Regions from separate parts of the Mus musculus genome. Here region 2 is linked to region 1. A link is a contact called in public Hi-C data. All regions are on one chromosome and are shown on one strand. Each heading gives the region's core, a stretch centred on a gene start, on an enhancer-like site or on the middle of the called end of the contact. The rest is flanking DNA. Distances are from core to core; before and after follow the strand shown.

The links. A called contact is a pair of places that touch in the nucleus more often than the background predicts.
Region 2: a Hi-C map of myocytes shows a contact between it and region 1, with 2.1 times the contacts expected there. The contact joins two enhancer-like sites. A contact is called at or near these places in 2 of 39 promoter capture datasets (3T3-L1-derived adipocytes and liver), 1 of 484 Hi-C or Micro-C datasets (myocytes), 3 of 115 datasets of contacts at active chromatin or transcription factors (large pre-B cells, microglia and stem cell-derived neural progenitor cells) and 1 of 9 other capture datasets (embryonic stem cells).

What each region holds. Positions count from the first base shown.
Region 1 is chr8:11,416,201-11,421,653 of GRCm38.p6, reverse strand. Col4a2 (collagen, type IV, alpha 2) reads right to left here. Exons shown (of 48, transcript NM_009932.4): 21 at 985-1,077; 22 at 332-486. Among named protein-coding and RNA genes, the nearest start is that of E230013L22Rik, 59 kb to the left of the region's middle. Within about 2 kb of position 1,788, at least 83 of the 459 cell types and tissues checked have an H3K27ac peak or open chromatin away from gene starts, as enhancers often do. A contact at or near this core is called in myocytes, where this site is marked.
Region 2 is chr8:11,749,768-11,755,211 of GRCm38.p6, reverse strand. All of the region lies in intron 1 of Arhgef7 (Rho guanine nucleotide exchange factor (GEF7)), which reads right to left. Among named protein-coding and RNA genes, the nearest start is that of Arhgef7, 24 kb to the right of the region's middle. Within about 2 kb of position 1,566, at least 8 of the 459 cell types and tissues checked have an H3K27ac peak or open chromatin away from gene starts, as enhancers often do. A contact at or near this core is called in myocytes, where this site is marked.

The sequences.
Region 1 (5,453 bases), core at 539-3,038:
ATCAGACAGTGGGCATTTTGGATGTTTCTATAAAACAAAATGGCTCTTATGTATAATGCCATTCCACACACAGTGCATATACTTGAGAAGGCCCAGGGCTGCAGTCCCTTTCTGCAGCCTGGAATGGAACCTCTGGGTCCAGTGATAACTTTATGTCTAACTTACATAGTGGCTTGCGCTATCTCAGTCCAACAGGTTAAAGTTTTCAAAAGCACATCTTAGGAAAAAAAAAAAGCCGATAGTGTGTGTGAACGATGTTTGGCTCGCCTCAGGCACCGGCACCTGGCAGCTGCAAGGTAACCCTAGCCAGCAGGGGGCGCTCTTCTCTCACCTTGAATCCTGGGAACCCAGGGATACCGTGCAGGCCTGGGTCTCCTTGGTCGCCTTTCTTTCCGAGCTCCCCATTGACACCGGGAAAACCTTTGGGTCCTGGCAGTCCCGGAAGACCCCCGATGACCTGGCCACATTGGCAGTCTCCAGCTTCACCTGTCGTGATTAGGACAGGGTTGCATGCGTTAAGCTGGGCTTGGACTAGCAGGGGTAGAGGACAGGTGGAGGGGCTGGTGGGAGAAGACACTGAGTGCTGTGATTAAAGGCGTGCGCTGCCACGCCTGGCTTTAGAGTGCCTTTTATGCTGCATATACGTGCTGAGGTCACGGGTAGTCCTCATCCAGACATAAGGTGTTTCATAGGACTTGTACACAGCCCGAAGTTAACTTTACCCACAAGTTTTGGTGTGGCCACTTTGGCTGCGGCCCAGCGAGTGATGCCAGCTGTGGGATTCCCCACTTGCTGTGCCATATTGGCATATTGGTTCTCAGAGAGTTTCAGATTCTGTAGCATTTCAGATTTCAGATCAGACTGCCCATCCTTTACCCTCAGAGAAGTGAATGAAGGGTGGGGGCGGGGTCAACTTGCAAGAGGAGGTGACATGGGGGCTAGGTTGGGGTCACCATCCTGACCTTCCCACCCTGCAGTCCTCACCTTTCCATCCTTTCTGCCCTCGTGTTCCTGGGAAACCTGAAGGTCCCGGGTAGCCCACTCTCCCTTCTGATCCTTTCAGGCCAAACAGGAAGCCTACGGAAAAACACACAGGACAAAAGCATTTGTGAGAGTCGGCCAGATCAGTCAGGTCCAGTGCAGCCTCTCAGCCAAGTCTACCCCAGCTCCTTGCATCTCCAGACCCACACCAGCACCTCCAAGACAGAAGCTTGGACAGCCATGTGGCCATGGTCCCTCAGGATGGAACAGAGACCAGAGCCTGCAAATTTAGCTTTTCTACCAATGTATCGAGACCAATGTCTTTGCTTTTGAGGAACGTTCAGTCCAAACGAAGAATTTGACTTTTCAGCCATGTTGCTGATGGCCGCGCATCTCTGCTCAGCCTCAGAGAATGTCCCCCAAGGTGTGTGTGTGGGGGGGTGGGGGGGTTGGTGTGGGATTAAGATAAACTCAGCTCTCCCTCTGTCCCCTTTCTGGAGTGCATGCCCATCTCTTCTCAGACCTCCCCATTTCTCCTTTCTCCTGCACACATGAACACACATGTAAACCTGCAAACATGGGGGTCCTGGAAACTAACTGGAATTCTCCTAATTGGTACTGGGCATGGTTGACCTCACTAAATGACCTTGGCCCCAATATTCCTCTTCTAGGTTCACTTTTTTTTTCACTAAAGGTCAGAGTTATTAGTCACTACAGTGCCCCAATAATTGCACATATGTATATCAATTGACCAGATGAGACTCCACTAAGACCTCACAATTCTTAGAGGCCTTTGGGAAGACTGCCATCTGGTGGTGGATCCAAGGCTGCGTATCCAGGCGAGATTGGCTGTGCTGCAGGGTAGCTGAGTACCTCTGGACTCCTTTGCTTCTCATTGTCTTACTCTGTAGCCCAGGCTGGCCCCAAACTTATGGTGACTCTCTGGTCTCAGCCTCCCAGGTGTCAGGATGACAGGTATGAGCCACCAAGCCTTATTGCTGCTAAATCTAGTAGTGGTCATAGCTCCATCGAATACCCCAGGACAAGGTAGGTGCTTGTGGCTACACAGGAAAGGATAAGGAGGCAGTGACTTCAAAGGCATGGGATGGTTTGGGAGCGCCTAGGGAAGCAGAGATTTGTAGAAGAGACCAGCGGGCATTGTTCTGTGTAATCTGATCTGGCCTCACATCTAACACAGTCTCTCACTCACTCATTCATCCACCACAAGCCAGCTCCTGAGCCACGCCAGGCAGCAGGCCAGGAGCTGTGTTGGCACTGGGAAGCTGGCCTGCCTCGAGCTGACAGCTGAGATGCAGGGACACAGCTAACACGCTCAGCAAACAAATGTGAAGTTTCAGATTCTAGCTAGCACCGTGAGAGGGAAGCTGGGAGCAGCTGATTTAGAATGGGTGGTGTCCAGGGGGGTCTTCTGAGGAAGTGGCATGGACTGTGGCTGACAGAGGGAGCTGGCCAGGCGGGGAGCTGAAGGGCTCTCCAGAAATGGAACGGAGGGACCAAATGGCCCCTTAACAGTATGGAGCCATGACCAGGGAGTGTGTAAAGGGTACACGGAGGAGTGTTGTCATGGAGGAGGGGAGAAGACCCTCTTGGGCTTTTATTCCTAAGGGCAACGGGAGTCCTGAAGTGTTTTAAGGAGAGAGACTGCACCACACACTGTGAGTCCAGTGTGGAGAGTGAGGTGCCCAGAGACTCCTGGCTCAAGTACAGACGCTATGGAGGAATAGTGGTACCAGGGAATGTGTGGGTCAAAGAGGAGAGTGACAGCGTGGAGATCTGCAGCTCCGCTCTGGGCATTCTTGAGACCCAGTGCTGCTGATTCTAGTGAGAAGTTTCATGGCTGTAGCTCAGAGTACAGAGGAGGAATGGTGATGTTTTCACAGGGCTGCGTTCCCACTGGAGAGGAGAGGAGAGAAGAGGGGAAGAGAGGAGAGGAGAAAGGAGGGGAGGAGAGGAGAGGAAAGGAGAGGGGAGGGAAGGGAAGGGGAGGGGAGGGGAGGAGAGGAGAGGAGAGGGGAAGAGAGGAGAGGAGAGAGACAGAGAGACAGAGACAGGCAGAGAGAGACAAAGAGAGAGAGGTGGGGGAGGGAGGGAGAGAGAGAAGCAGTTAGAGAGGGAGAAGGAGAGGGAGAAGGAGAGGGAGAGGGAGAGGGAGAGGGAGAGGGGGCCACTGAGAAGTCCTACAAAGTATCCAGAGATAGGAATAGTGGACAGGTACTATGGAGCCGAGGAAAGCCTTTCCGCACAGGCACTGCCTATGTGCCCGTGGAACCCCTCCAGGAGATGCTTAGGTTTGGGTTGGGCTCTAGCCTAAACTGTCAAGCCCTCCTGACAGACAGAGAGAAAAGCAGACCGTAAATAGAAGGATTATCACCTGGACTCTATGAACACTTAAAACTAGAGACCTGTCACCAAGGACAAAATTGCCATTTAAAACCTGCACCAAGGACAAAGAGAGATGTCTTTCTTGGGAGTTAGTAAGGCCTTTATGAAGGCACAGTTGAGCCGTGTAGATTCGACCTCTGTCTCTCCCCTGGGTTGTTTTCTTCTACGTAATTCATTCATAATTTTAAATACATTTTTTGGGACGTGGGAGATCTCAGCATGACTTCCACGAAGAAGCCAATAGCTGATTCAGTCAGCTGTACTAGAAATGGCGCCAGCAGAGCCTTTCACCCCGAAAGACAGCTGGCATCAATGTTCGCTCCGATTCTCTGAATGACTAAGCATTCTGGCTTCCAGCAACCGCAGCACACAAAATAGGACCAAAGGCAGTTTCTGAGAGAAGACTCCAAACGTTTCAGATCTGAGAAAGGCTGAGCAAGGTAGGACTCCTGGTTTCCAGTACTAATTTCAGGGTGGATCCGAACTATGAGCATACTTCAAAAGGCCGTTGGTTGGCTAGTTTTCACTTAAGAGTTTGCTGTAGGAGCAGTTGATTTGGTAACAATGTATCGCACAGAGAAAACAACAATGTGTCTCAAAGAGGAAACAATGCAAGAAGGGCTTAAACTGGATGTCCTAACATTTTTAGTTGATAAACTTCTTACATGAGTCCCTTTTCTGCATACATCCCCTTATCAGCTGGTAATCTACTACAGGTTGCTGTCTAGATCTATTTGCTTCTGTTAGTTTATTTATGTCATTGAAGCTGTAAACCACTTAGTGAGCAAAATTCATCCATGAAGATATTGGATGCTTGTGATAGGATAGAGTGACAGAGACAATGTCCTCATTCATGGTATCGTTTATGTTTTTGACGCATGTGGGGAAAACCCTACAGACACTACACACAGGAAGGACAGGCTCATAGACATTTTTATGGTACACATGTCATCGATAAATATTTTCCTGTCAATATTAACAAATATAAATCATAAAAATTACCTTTAGCATAATAGAAAACATTAAAGATAGCTTTGCTCAGATGCATCATCCAAGAAAATATCAACACTTACTTTTCAAACGAATGTGCTATCTTCCAAAAGAAAGAGAACTGGGCAAGTAGGCTCATGTTAAGTTAAAATGTTACTGTGGGATATGAGCAGAAGCAAAGTGACTGGCTTCCTATGCGTCTGTGTTACAGAAGAATTTCTTTCTATGGAAGAGATGATACTAACAACTTTCCCTCTGGAGATGGTGCAGAGAAGGATTTTCCCAAAGCAATTAAAACAGCCTCTGAACTTGAAGTTTAACTAAACCCCAACACTACCCATGAGCAAATAGGTTGCCCTGCCCCCTGAAAGAACGACTTGAGGAGAGATTGCTGCTGGAGGTGATGTCAGGGAGTTGAAATCATTTTGGAAAGAAGTGGGTCGATGTTACTCCGGAAAGAGAAAATGACCTCATATTTCCTTTCAGTGCCTCAAAAGCCAGTCTTTCCAGCAGATGAAATGTTCCCATGAGGAATTTTTCAACATCTAATGTGTAACTGAATGCTATAGCTGAAGAGACCGGGCTTTGTGGATGACCAGCTCAAAGCTATGGCACACATACCACTCAGTAGATAAGCGTTCTTGATATTAAGGATGGCATGGACCATCACAACCTGAAAATGCTACCCTGGCTGACTCAGGGACCATCCCAGATGCTATGGGGCATCACCCTGGCTAAGTCAGGTGCTGTGGGACAGCAGGCTGGCCAAACCTTCCTCCTCATCTGCCATATATACAGACTCTCTGGGTCTCCTGTGCCCCCTGTCAGTGGCCACCATTCCTTTATGCAGCGATCCTTTCTTGCATCAATAGCTATCTCCTGTGACATTGGCTTTGCAGTGACAGAGAAGTTGACCCAGATTGCCGAAGCAGAGCAGAGGAGCTGTGAGTTAAGGAAGAAGACGCTTGCAGAGACCCAAGCACAGGGATTTCAGCTCACAGTGGGTGCCTTCCTGCTAAGTCACCGCAGCCACAGCTTACCATGCAGGACCTGTGGGACCATTGATTCTCTACAGATGG
Region 2 (5,444 bases), core at 317-2,816, 330 kb before region 1:
CACCACCAACTCTTCCTGACTGTTCTCTCCATGTGTGTGCTGAGTGGCCATCCATAAAGACGAGCATGTGGGAATGGGAGCTTTGTAATGGGACTTATTCTTTGACACCTAATGAGTGACAAAAGCCAAACTCCAGATGTGGCCTATTACCCATTCAGAGATTTTAAATGTTAATAGCTTCACTAGAGCCTCCTATAATGTCTATGAAAGCAAGGAATTAGAAAACCCAGAGTCACAGAGTCCCTGCTATTGGGGTCACTGAACCCAAAGTCACAGAGTCCCTGCCACTGGGGTCACTGAACCCAGAGTCACAGAGTCTCTGCCATTAGGGTCACTGAAGTCTTAACACCCTGGGTGTTTCATTTCATTTTTGTTTTCTTTTTTATAAAGCATGTTTGTGATTGTCCTTTAAGTGACAAGAAAAGAATTTCATCTTTTTGCAGTACATCTGAGGAAGACAAGAAATGGGTGACAGTCTGCCTTTTTGTGTGACGTAGGAGAGGAATGTTATGAAGAGGAGCAGGGACAGCCAAACTGGCTATGTGTCCTTATGACTACAGGCTCCTTTTTGTGGACACACTAGTTGAGGCTCTTTCCATGGGTTACCTTAAGACGTCCTGGCCCACATAACTCTCTGAAGTCTGGTACATGGGTACATGTAACTAGAACTCCAATGAACATCGCTGTTTGGAAAACTAAGGGGTCAACATTACGAGTGAAGAGCTCTAGCGCTATAACAAACATGTCACTAGGGGAGTCACTTGACCCCTCTAGGTCTATTTCCTTATCTCCAGTTTAAGGCCAGTAGCCTAACTGAGTTGTTGGATCAAGTGGATAATAAGTTAATCCAGCAATATTTACTGGGCCTCAAGTTCACAGCAGATCACACCATTTAGAATAGAAGTTCAGTTCCAGCTACTTGAGAGAGGGGTAGGTCTATCACTTGAGCTGATAAATTTAAGTCCAGGCAACACAGCAATACACCATCTCAGGGCAGAGGGGAAACACCTGTGGTTTCAGAAGTCCATAGTGTTTTCTAAAATGTACATAGTCAAGGGCACCGGAGACTGTAGTGAAAAACAACATGTCTAGGATTATTACAAGACAAAACAACATGGGAGAGTCCTTCATGCCTCTCTAAAGACAGTTTGCACATAGTCAATGAACAAATGAAAAACTAACATCATCAACCATCAGGGTCCACTCATATACATTCCCACTCACTCACGGGCGCACACACACATGAGAACACATTAAAAGTCCAGCCAACACTGCACGCCTAGCAGAGGGAGAAGAAGGAGAATGTTCACAATGTCAGGGTCGGCGAGGCTGAAACGCAACCTTGAGCCTGACTTGGGAGAGTGGACCAGAAAAACAGGCAGTTTCTTCCACAGTTAAACTTGTTTCTACCCTAGGCCCCAGCTGTTGTTTGCCCAGGAGAAATCATAGCCACCAAAATCCCGGTGTAAGAATGTTCACAGCTGCTTGCTGATTAGCGAGGCCACCGAGCAGAGGGCTCTGCATGTACTCTAGAAAGGCAACAGTGGCCTGACACTTGCTCTGCCCAGGTCATGTCGCAGGAATGGTGCGAAAGGTTCTCTACAATATTAACTTGCAAGCTTTCACCAGGAGATAATCAGGACTAGAAATCTTCTAAAGACCTTTCTGGTTTCCCTAGAGATACCCTTTATGCTTGATAATTGATCAAAATGTGCCTGATATGAAAATTAGTCACCAAGTAATGCTGAAAGCAGAGTCCAGGACCCTCACAGCTGTCCAGTTTCTCCTCCACTCTTCACCAGCTGCTCCTGGCTGGGGCAGTGAGTCCCTCCCCAACAGTCTCAACAAAGTGCCAGTGAAGGCAGCTGTCTTGGACAGACAGCTGGACAGCGTTTAGGGAGTCTGTGGGCCAGCTGTATGAGAAGGCAGGCCATGTGGGTCAGCAGGGCTGAGAGCATGGAGGGCATTTGCCGCCTGAGCAACCAAGTCCAAAGGAGAGAGCTGCTCATGCTGTGGCAGCATGAACCCATTGCCCAGAGTCCCTGTCCTCTGGGTTCTCACTGCACAAAGCTACCATGGTTCCCGGAAACGCCACCTGATTGTGATGTCCAGCCAGGCTTGGACATAAGAACTGTCAGAGGCTAAGGTCAAGATCCCAGGATGAGTGAGTGAGTGAATGAAATGGGGTGAGCTGTTGGGGAAGGAATATTCCAGTTCTCTCCCACAGGGAGAATCACTCAAGCTCCTGACTCCAGAACAAAGGTCCCACTCTGTCAACAATAATCTTGCCACCCAGTGGGGAAGATCACTATGTGTTCTGAGCCCTGTGCCCCTCTGTGCCATCCATGACATGGCAGGACCTACTGGAACATACCTCAGCTCCCTGTTAGACATCAGCCCTAAGGCCAACCCACTGGCACCTCACAGTAAAGAGCTAAGCTGAGCGAGCACCCATGCACCTGGTAACATGGCCATGTGGGCTGAAGTGCAGGAGCCTTCCCCAGGAAAGGTTGCAAAGAGCAGCACAGGGAGCCCTTATTTTACTCAAAGAGATGCCAAGACTTGTCCCAAACTACGCTGTGAGCTTCATCAGCCGGCTGTGTCTGCAGAGACATGGTCTCTCAGCTGCCCATTCTCTGACATTGACAGGCTTCAGCCTGTCTGCGGTCCTGGCAGGAAATGGGGAAACACTTCCCTCTGGACACTGGAGGTACTGGCTACATGGTGTACTGACACTATGTCACAGAGCTGTGAGCATCTCACCCCAGCTCCACACTTAGTGACATTACACTGGTACCCAGGAATCAATGAACACCAGGACTCAGGGACCCCCATCCAAGGAGCCCAGTTTGTTAAACACTCACATAATGGTTTGTTTTTTGTTTTGGGGTTTTTTTTTGTTTTGGTTGTTGTTGTTGTTGTTGTTGTTGTTGTTGTTGTTTTTGAAGCCAAGCTTCTACTGGAAGTCCTCTCTCAATGACAGCAGCTCTGGAGTCTATTTCAGGCTTACTCTAGGAGCCCTGCACGCACACACACACACACACACACACACACACACCAAACACAGAGTCCTTTATAGGCCAATGGGGAGTAATGGTCTCTTGGGTACAGACTTATCTCTCAACTCACAAATGGGCTCTTTCAGCCTCATCTATTTAATGTAATTTGTGAATCTGTGCTCTACAGAGACCTTAGCCTGAAGAGCTTCCCATAGGCAGCTGGAAACAGATAACAAAAAACAAAAAACAAAAAATCAGTAAAAACTATGATGCTTCCCCAAGACAGACCACCACCACACAACACATAAAAAGTAGTGCTGTGTGATGCAGGCCTGAAATGGCCACACTCAGGAGGTAGAGGCAGAAGGATATTTAGTTTAAGATCAGACTGAAGCCAGGTGGTGGTGATGCATGCCTTTAATCCCAGCACTTGGGAGGCAGAGGCAGGTGGATTTCTGAGTTCGAGGCCAGCCTGGTCTACAGAGTCAGTTCCAGGACAGCCAGGGCTATACAGAGAAACCCTGTCTCGGAAAAAAAAAAACAAAACAAAACAACAACAACAACAACAAAATCAGACTGGAGTACACAACAAGGTCCTGCCCTCCCCCTCAAGCCACTAGCTTTCCTTATATAACTGACCAGAAATATGGAGTACAGTATGGACAATACTCACTTGTAAACTAAAATCGGGTATAAGTGCCCAGAAAACATGCAGTCCCCACAAGCAGTGGCAACAGCAGATGCTCTCAAGGATGGCAATGGCAGAAGGCTTCTTGTAACTGTGCACTTACTGTACCTCATTATTAAGTAAACTAAGGGGAGGACAATAACTATCCCCCAGTCTGCCAACCTTCCCCTCAGGACAACATGCCTTCCCTAGTGCACAGCACCTTGTGTACGGATCCTATCAGAGCAGACCTTTATTACACCACAGCAGCCAGCCGGAAGATCCAGCTAGGCTGAAGCAGGGTCCCACTCCTCCAAAACACTCTATGCTTACTCTGCAGCATGGTATGGAGTGTACAGAGTAAACACGTGTGAGTGGGACTCCCCAGACAGTTCTCCTCAATCCACTGGACAGCAACGGAGGCAGTGAGCAAAAGTCGCCAAGGTTTGCTGCTAACTACCAAATAAAGTCCTTCTCAAAGACACATGGCTTAGTAAGAAAGCTTATTGGGAAAAAAATATAAGCCTTTAATAATGTTTATTTTTCTTTTGCTTTTTTTGTTCCCAGGGTATCCCAAACACCAGCTCCCAGACACAACGCCACAGCCACCAGGAAGACTAAATATTTTCTGATTGGATTAAACTGGTCAGACTGTAATGCACAATGGCAGACGGACACATACAGCCTCCACTCCCACCATAATTCAGAAACCAGCGGAGACATGTCACACTGGAAGATGGCCCAGGCTACGCTTACATTAGCCCGCATCCCCCGGGACCTGGTTCCCACTGGCATGTCCAGCCCAGGAGAGAGGTGGCAAGCATCCCAAAGGCATGCCAATACCAAAAGTGGATAAGAAAATACTTGGAGACAAATCATGTGACCTGGAACAGCATTACCCCCAGACATGCTACATAAACAGGCTGTGGAGTAGGAACTGCCGGGTGAGAGCAACTTGGAAATGGGCAGGTATCCCACTCTGATACCCAACCGTCTGGCCAGAGTAAGACACTCCACTCCTCCATGGAAGCCACTCTTGTGACAGAAAAACTGACAAGAGTCATAGGTCAAACTGAACAGCTCGTGTTGAGCAGTTGTATTTTGTCATCTGTCTTTGCGGCTCTGGCTTAGTGAATGCCCATAAATGATGGGATGGAATCTTGGGAGTCTAGCTGGCTGACTGCTTCCTGTTTAAAAGGATGTGTTTGTTTTTATATATGTGTATGTACATAAGTTTATATACACCCCACGTGTATAGGTGCCTTCAGAGGACAAAGGCCCTTGGAACCAGAGTTTGAGGTGTTTGTGAGCTGCCTGATGTGGGTGCCGGAAATGAAATCCAGGTCCTCTGCAAGAGCAGTCAGGGCTATCGACCTCCAAACCTTCTCTCCGGGTCTTGCTCCCTTCCTCCACTTCTATGATACTTTATCCAAATACTTTGGATTCTTTATGGTTATCTATTTCTTATCTTGCTCATCGTACCTTAAACTGGCACTGATGACATTTCTAACTCTCTGATAGTTCAGAAGAAAAAAAAAGCCTTGCTTTTATTACCACTATTATGATGTATATGAGAGAGGGGGAGGAAGAGGGAAAGAATGAGAGAAAGAGAGACAGAGACAGAGGGAGGGTGTTGCATGTGTTTTTGAAATTGTTCAAGAAGCAACACTTATAGCTAATAGACATTGGAAAGCCACATCCAAGGAGGTGACCTCATTGTGCCTTTGATCACGGAGACTTGGAAGGAGCAACACACAGAGAGAGAGCAGGCATGCAGT